Linked DNA regions of Mus musculus: region 1 is linked to region 2. A link is a contact called in public promoter capture Hi-C data. All regions are on one chromosome and are shown on one strand. Each heading gives the region's core, a stretch centred on a gene start, on an enhancer-like site or on the middle of the called end of the contact. The rest is flanking DNA. Distances are from core to core; before and after follow the strand shown.

What was found. Promoter capture Hi-C pulls out the DNA fragments that hold promoters and counts their contacts.
Region 1: a contact with region 2 is called in a promoter capture Hi-C map of liver, with 4 times the contacts expected there. The contact joins the promoter of Serpina1a here to the promoter of Serpina6 in region 2. A contact is called at or near these places in 2 of 39 promoter capture datasets (both in liver), 1 of 115 datasets of contacts at active chromatin or transcription factors (fetal liver) and 2 of 9 other capture datasets (adipose tissue and liver).

Annotation. Positions count from the first base shown.
Region 1 is chr12:103,861,247-103,865,402 of GRCm38.p6, forward strand. Serpina1a (serine (or cysteine) peptidase inhibitor, clade A, member 1A) reads right to left here and starts at 2,373. Exons shown (of 5, transcript NM_009243.4): 1 at 2,276-2,373.
Region 2 is chr12:103,654,284-103,658,631 of GRCm38.p6, forward strand. Serpina6 (serine (or cysteine) peptidase inhibitor, clade A, member 6) reads right to left here and starts at 2,935. Exons shown (of 5, transcript NM_007618.3): 1 at 2,754-2,935; 2 at 1-224. The coding sequence starts at 205.

The DNA.
Region 1 (4,156 bases), core at 1,123-3,622, 210 kb after region 2:
ACCTTAGAGGGTGAGGAAACAGGATAGGGAGCGCCAGAGCTCAGCTCACTGCCTCCTTTTGTTGGGACTCCTACCCATGGGATGGAGCACCCACATTTGGAGCAGGTTTACAATCTCAGATAATCCTCTTTGGGACAGGCCTTTAGTGTTCAGCTATTGTCCTAGGCATTTCTTAATCAGATCACAATGCCAGTGGATGTGAAGTGTCACAGGCCCTGACTCTGGTCTCAAGCATCCAGGTAGGTACATTTTGCATCCCTTCCTGTTCCTTCAAATCTCAGGGTCCCGAGCCCTGCTTTCTCCCTGCTGAGCCCCTATGACCTTCAGGTCCCTGAGGGAAGGCAGACAGACAACTGGAAAGGAGGATGAAGCTTAAAATCCTGTGGTGTAGGGACAGAAGCCAAAAAGCTGGAGATCACACATGGTGACATTCTGACTTCAGAGGTTGGTGGGTGTGGCCTCTGGGAGGCAAGAGAGAGGCAATACCTCCCCTTTTTCATTCTGTACCATTGTAGCTAAGAGAGAAAATGAACAATCCACTAAGGGTAACCCAAGCAGACCCAGAGAATCAACTGTAGCAGGCCACAATCTGTGGAAGCCCAGCTCTGCCATTTATTGCCAGAGGCCCCTGGGCAAATGACCTCAACCCTTTAAGCCCCCTGTTTGCACAGAGGAGTCTTCTAATGAACCGGGCATGGCAGGAACAAAGTCACAATTAACTAGCATAGACAATGGTCTCCTGCTAGGCAATGCCAGCCCTGGGTCAGGTGCATGTCCCATCACCCCCATTTGCACCGCCCTATCGATAGCAGTCATGTACTGTGCAAACACAAGCAATAACTGCAGTCCTTTTGGACATGCTCACAAAATGTGTTTTATACCCAGTTCATCTAACTTTCTCTTCACATTAGTTCTATTTTATAGGGAGAAAAACTGAGGTCCAGACAGGCTAAGCCACATTCTCAACCCCAAAGAACCAGCTGGAAAAGAGCTGGTGTTCAGTCTCACACAGTTTAGTTCTAGGTTCTAGCCCTTTTCTATGTACAAATTGAAGCCAGAACACTTGAAATAGATAGCAGAGGTGGCTACTCGGGCTCCACTCTATACTAGTGCTAAAATGACAGGTCTAAGGCTGGATTGCTGCTCCTCTCTGTGACCCTACACCTCTAACTTTTGGAACGTCAGTTACCTGAGGAAGATCAAGTGAGTGGTTCAGAGAGCCAGTGTGCAGAGCTCCCAGAAGCACCCCTCATTAGCCTCTGGCTTTTTCAGGATATTTGTATCCTCTGAACCTGGCCGCCTCGCTCTTGCTTACATTACAAAACAGCAGGATGATAAACCAAACCAATCTCCATAGAGCAAGGCTGGCCAGAGGGAGGGGGTGAAGCTCTTCTGCCTAATAGAGCAGCGAGGTTAGAAGCTATCCAAGGCTACAGCCCAGAGGGGAAGATGTCTCAGTTAGCAAAATCAGGAGCCTGAAGAGTGGAGAAGCTGCCTCAGTTTGAATGGTAGGCTATGTATGATTGGGACAAACTATTATCCTCATCTCCTCATCTGTAAAATGGGAATAAGCCAGTAACCTCCTCTTTGAGGGGCTATGGAGCTAAAATATTACATGAGTGCTTTGTTTAGAGATGGGACACCTTAGCACACTCACTCAGAAAGTTTTCTCAAGCCAAGTCTCTCTTTCTCTCTCTCCTCTCTCCTCTCTCTTCTCTCTCTCTCCCTCTCTCTCTCTCTCTCTCTCTCTCTCTCTCTCTCTCTCTCTCTCTCTCTCTCTCCCTCTCTCTCTCTCTCTCACACACACACACACACATGCACACACACAGATCTCACAGGCCACTATGCTTGAAACAGCCACCGTGAACAACAGGCTGAGGTCCTAGTATGTGCATCTCGGGTATAGCTGGAGTGCCACAGCTCCCACTGTCCTTCTAATCTTACCTTGCTTATCCACGATGCAGGGGGTAGGAGCAGGGCTGGAAAAGGGCATACAAGAAAGGCCAGCAAAGGGTGTGCACTGTCTACATGGAAATGCCTGTGGCTGCACCTTGGCCCCTCCACGTCTTTGTCTCCTCTCACCTGAAGATACTAGCTATCTACTGGGCAGTGAGGTTCAAGAAGGGAGCTTAGGGATTGATGTTCCCATGGCAACAAGAGACCTAGGTGCCACAGGCACAATTAACTTTATCCTGCTCCCAGACAGGCTGCCTGCTTGGGAAGTGCAGAGACTCAGGGGCCCCTCCAATATTTCCTTAGGGAAAATTATACTCACAGCTTGCTGTCCCAGAGCTGGGTGGTGACCGAGGCTGAGGAGACAGAGCCCTGTCCTAGTCTGTATTTAAGCAATGGGAGCCAAGGGGGATATGGGGGGGTTTGCTAGTGAATATTAACCAATGTCACCACAGTTATTGGTAGAGCAAACAGAGAGGGGCTAAGTCCATCGAGTGGGCACTGAGGTACCACCCACACTGTTCGGGACAGAGCTCAGCTCTCTCTGCGCCTAAACCAAAGGAGTCCTAAGCAAAGCAGTCAGAACACCCATCCCTCATAAACACAACAAACACAACATCCTGTGTCCAAAGTGCGTCTGGTGTCCTGAGTCACATTGCCTCTAGGAAGACACAACATGGCTGGCTGGTCCTGCACTATCCTGGGGAATGCTTGGGTTGCTTGCATGTAAGCAAAGTCAATATTTACTGAGCCATCTGCTTTCAGATGCCTGGGGCTGAAGATTCACTGCCTCCACCAGGGGCTCAGAGTAGGTTATGTGCCCACCTGACAAATGGAGACACAGGACCAAAACAAAGAGATTGCTCCTTGCAAGTGTAGATATGAATTCTTTGTTTCCTGTGCAGGAGAATGGACTCTGACTGACAGGAAATTCCTGACAGGCTGGTGCACAGTGGCCAGGGGGACAGGCTAGGGGGCAGAGAGTAGCTCTGTAAGGAAGAGCTGGGCTGCCCTTAGATCAATTGACCTCTCTGAACCAGAGACATTTCCAAAATGGCAGATTGGTACCCATCATGGTTGCTAAGGGTACAGGAAGCTTGAGTAAAACATGCACATTGTAAGTTGTTTGTCTAAGTCTAAGAAGTTCTTTTCAGCCTTCCCATCTCCCACCCTCCCCTCATCTGAGCTGGGCCTGTTCCACATTGATTCCGGGAAGCTGATATGGGGACTTTACTTCTAGATGGGGACTTTCCTTAGGGATGGGGAGACTAGGAAGGAGCAGTCTCTCTGCTCCAGGACACGGAGAGGGTGGTCACAGCTCTTGAAGGTCTGTCTGGTTTGGTTGGAGGAGGTCAGGGTTGAGGCGAATGGGCTCTGTACTCTGATCCTCTTCAAAATCTCGATCATATCCCATGAGCCCTGTGATGGGCACCGGTGGTGAGTTCACATTCCCACCCCCACAACCCCCACTCTCCCATGGTTCCAGCTCTCCTGCTGTCCTGGCCCTTGGCCGGGCACAGCAAGAATGAGGTGGATAAGTGATGGTCACATTTCCACCTTCTGCCAGTCACTGGCTCCCCTGTGATCCACCTTAGGATTCAGCCTAATAGATGTTCCACAGGATCCTACAGCACCTGAGGTTAGACCTCAACCCATCAGACAAACATTTTCACCTCCTGGTGCCTCCCTGTCTCCACCTCTAAGATGCAGATTATGATGGCACAAAGCTGCTGCAAGAACTACATACAGCAAGGGAAACTCGGAGCCTAGGGCTCAAGGTATCCAGACAGCTATTTGGGGTGATGCTCTTATCAATACTGGGGCTCATTTGTCCCACTGGGTAGGGGTGGAGTTATAGGGTGGGTTGCATTCTGTGCTCCCCACCCACATTATGTCACTCAGTACCCTCTGTATATCTGGGGAGCCAGTGGAGGTATGCCTCCCTCACAGGAAACAGCTCAGCTCTCCCTCCCACACTTCCTGTTCCTTTCCCCCAGCACCTGCCTTCCTTCTGGTCCCTTGTGGGTGGGGTATCTATTTTACAACTACTCCGAGTTTGGGGAACCAGACTGCGGTTGTGGTGCAATGCTATCTGCACACCCAGAGCATGTTCTCCCATCTCTGAGCCTCTGTTTCCCCATCCATATAATGGCCATTCCTGTGACCCAGCTGCCCCCCATAGCTTTGCACTAGATGGACCACA
Region 2 (4,348 bases), core at 1,685-4,184:
GGGCCATGGAGATGCTCACTGGGGAGATTAAGGTATTCTTGTCAGAATTCAGGGCCACTAGGCGTTTGTACAAGTTGAAGGCAAAGTCAACATTGGTGGGAGCCAGGTCTCGGTGAGAACTTGAATCCTCATCAGTGACAGCCTGGGTGGTCCAGAGGCCACTGGTGCAGAGCCAGAAGAGACAGGTATACAGGGCGAGCGACATTGTTTTGGTTGACCAGGTCCTGCCAAATCAACAGTGCTCATTAGGCCTTATGGAAGTCACACAGTCAGGGCACATGGCACTGAGAATAAAAGGCCCATTTTGTCCCCATCCTTCCTTCACCTTTAATGTGACCCAGGCAATCACACCAGAGCCCTGGGCCTCTGGATTCTCATTTGGAGAAGTGTTTTACTCAATGTGGTTGCTAAGTGCCTGACACACCACATGAGCATTTTGCCTATATTCTCATGCAAATTTAAAAATAAAAACCTCAAAATAGAGTTTATTAACTTGTCTGTAGGCAGCCAGAAACTCGGATAGGTTAAAGTACCTATACAATTCAACATGTAAGAAAAACAAGCAAACAGACAAATATGGTCAACCAAGGATCTATATCTGACTAAGCTTACCTTCAACCTGAGGGCTTGCTAAACCACACTCAGTCTGAACATTACTAAACTCTGCAAAATGGGTTTCCTTTGGATTCCAGATCAGAATGAAGTCACTGGATATCAACTGGAGGCTAACAGAGGGAATAAAGTAAGCCGCCAAAGGGCAGTGTGCAGACAATTGGCAAGCTGGGGGCTGTTGGGATCTTTATTGTGCAAACCCACCTTTTTACATTCTATGTAATTTTTAATAGCCTTGATGTTGACTTGTTGATGGGCTCTGTGTTAATCAGTGCCTATAGCAAAGAAAAAGGAGCTTCGCTGATAAGCTAGGCTTGAGAGTCACAATAGGCTCTCCATTGATAGAGTCTGGGAAAGAGAATCAGTTCTCTTTAGTAATGCCACTCCTGAGAGACTAGCCGCACTTCAGTAGCTGGCCCTACTCCTGTGTACATATTGGCTACATGAAGCAGCCACAGTATCTTTTTTTTTTTTTTAAAGAGCACATGAAGTTGGGAGGGATGTAGGACATTGGAGAGTTGGATGTGAGGAGAGGCAGTGGCGAGCAAATTTGGTCAGAACACACATCCCTGTATGAAATTTTCAGACAAAAAAAAATTAGCCATGGATCAAAATTAGACATCAATGTTTTTGGAGTTACTCAATCCAGAAAGATAACAGCTATGACTGAAGTGAGATCAGGATAGGACACTGCTGTGCAGGAGCCGAGTTGACAGGAGTTCCAGCGGCCCTGCGAGACTCACCCACACTGATGCTGGGGGCTAGAGTTCCTCAGGACCCAGTCCTTCTTATGTTGGACTGATCACCATCTGGCTGCAGCATGGCTGAGTATCACAGGTCTCCCTCCTCCACCCCTGCACACTACATTCTTACTCTGTTGCAAGCCAGGTTAGAGGTTAGGGCAGGACAGGGCAGGGCAGGGCAGGCAAGGCATGGCAGGCCACTACAGTCCCTTAGTGTTTGCTGAGCTCTGTCCTGGCCTGAGACCTGGAGATAAAGATGGCCCTCCTCTGACTGCCCCATGGGGCTCCCCTCTAGGCCCACCCCTTCCTTTTCTCCCCTGTCTCATTCCCTCTTGGCCTTTGAGATTCAGGTGCTTGGTTACTGCCTCCAGGAAGCTTTTCTTCTCCCCTTCTCTCTGCCACCGGCCTTGTTGGTTTCATCTTGGTTTCAGCACCGGGCTATACCTGTCTATGAATCCCCCTTGGGGAAGGAATACCCCAGTCAACAGTTGGCTTGGCCTTCTTTCTCTTCCTGCTGTTTCTGGGTGCAACTGTGTGCCTCATTCTCCCTGTATCAAACCTACAGGCTGGAGAGTAAATCCTCCTGCCTCAGAAGACGGTTGTGAATGCCTGGTGTGGCTGTCATCAGTGCATGATTATGCACACTCACTTCACGAGGCATCCTGCACCTCATTGTAGAGATGGGACACCAGAGCTAGGTGATGTAGAGCTTCCGTGTAGGTCGGGGTGTGCACCTTCAGAGTCACACCTCTTGCTTTCTCTACTGAAAACCACGTGGCCAGCAAGGTGGCTCTTTAAGGCCAGCCTACAAAAAAGACTAAGGTCATGTGTTTCTTCCTAGTAATATCTTCCTTGCCACGCCTCTCTGAAGTGCCTTGGATCAGGCGGGGATTTAGGCATCATAGCACGTGGTGTGATGCACAGAGAAGCAGGTCATTCTCCCTCCAGCTGTATCACCCCCCACTACACATTACTGAGTTACTATGGCATGGGGTGTGGGCACTCTTTAGAGGGTCCCTGCATATACCACCTGTGCACTACAACCCTACTCAATAGTGCTGCCTGGCACTAATCCATCTCAGCTCTGAGATTCCTTCTCATTCCTGGATGCTAAGGCACCAGGCAACAGGTAGCAATAAAGCATAAACCCAGCTCTCAGTGACAGCCTCCTGCAATGTAAGAAGCTGAAGGGAAATCAAAACCAAGTGGCTGAACCACAGACTATGGGATCGAAGAAGTATTCCACATGGTCGCCTCATGACACAGCTAGCTACCCTCATGTTCATCTATTAAAAATCTCAAGCAAGCAGGCACTGCTGTGTTCTGGAGTGCAGCAGATATAGAGTCAGGGACCCTGGTAGGAGCAAGAGGCACAGAGTACTGTCAGGGGTGACTCACGTCTGCTGTGGGCTCCAGCTGTTCCTTCTGGCTCTGCTTTGCTGTCTGGAATCCTAGCACACGTACAGTAAGGCTTCGGGGAGACTCCCCACTAAATCTTGTTTGCTGGTGTCTTGCTGGTTAATGGTTAGAGGAGGGGGGCAGTGGCCTTCACCATTTGGTGGCCCCCACCCCCCAAGCATCAACCAATGGGAAGCTTTATAGAAAGTAAGGGTAAACACAGCAATTCTGCAAATCAGCTCGACATTGCATGCTGTCCCCTGAAGTTTTATTTTTAATATCAAAGTGTGGCTAGAGTTGCGTCAGGGTTCATGGTTGCCCTGTGCCATCTGGCAGGGGACTCATTGGTGTCATTGATAAGCGCCATGGCATGGACTCTGTGAGGAGCCAGGTGCCTTGGCACCAGGAGGGGAAGAATCAGGCAAGGGTAGGGGAAACAGAGATGTATGAATGAATGTGTGACTGTCCAAGGTCTTTCCCTGGGTTATCTCAGGCCTCCCAATGATTCACTGAACAGACTGCTACGATCTCCCTTCTTTATGAGATTGTCTTGACCTAGTTGTGCTTTTAATTGAAGTTTTCTGTTGTCACCGGGGTTGAACCCAAGACCTTATGCATGCTGGTCAAGGGCTCTGCCACTGAGCTCTGTACCTTAGCAATGTCTCTTCTTTAAAGAAGGAAACTGAGAAGGGCTGGAGATGGAATGAACTGCCCTGCAGCCAATTCCCTCCTGAAGTCCAGCTCTCTTACTCTCACCCGTGCGTTTACTCTCCAGATCACTTTTGTCGCAGGAGGCACACATCAAAGAAATACTATTTGTGTTTCTTTGTTTTCCTTTATAACTAGGACTTCCAAGGAGTGGAAAGGCTGCAGGGTCTCCAGTCAGTCACTATCTTTCTTCTCCTTCTTCTCCTCTCATTCCATAGTACTTCTGTTGCAGTGGGGAGAAAGAGCCTGCCAGAGCCTTAGTTGGTGCGATCTCGTGGATCTCACAGGCTAAAAGCAAAGGGAAAATTAATGTGTGTATGTATGTATGTACGTACGTACGTATGTATGGCCTCACAGTTTCTTTCAGCCCCTCAGAGGACTGTGGACAGAAGTATTTGTCTGTCCCTGCACCAACCACACGGTCCAAGGGAATGTGCCTCTGTGAATACCCACCACGAACCCTGAGCCCTGGGGCCTCAAGTGCAGAGCTCTGTGTCCCAAACCCTGAGCCTACAGCCCCGAGCCCCAAGCCCCAAGCCCCAAGCCGAGCCCAGAGCCCTGTGCTTGATTGACAGCAGCATCACTTCCAAAAAAGGATGAAGGGCGCTGCTCCCATGGGAAATAAGGAAGGTTAGAGGTCATGCCTCGAAGTTTGGGCAGTCCAGTTTTGTTAATAATTGTTGCCCCTTTCAAGATTTCTAGTTTGTAAGCCAATTTTGGACATTATTGCCAAAGATTTGTCTCATCTTGATTTGTAGAATAAATATTTTTCATAGCTAGCTGAGTGTACTGGTATGCTCCTTTAATTCCAGCACTGGGAAAGCAGAGTCAGGTGTGTGTTAGTTATCATGGTGTGCACTCCAACAGGTCTGAGCCACCCGGCTTCC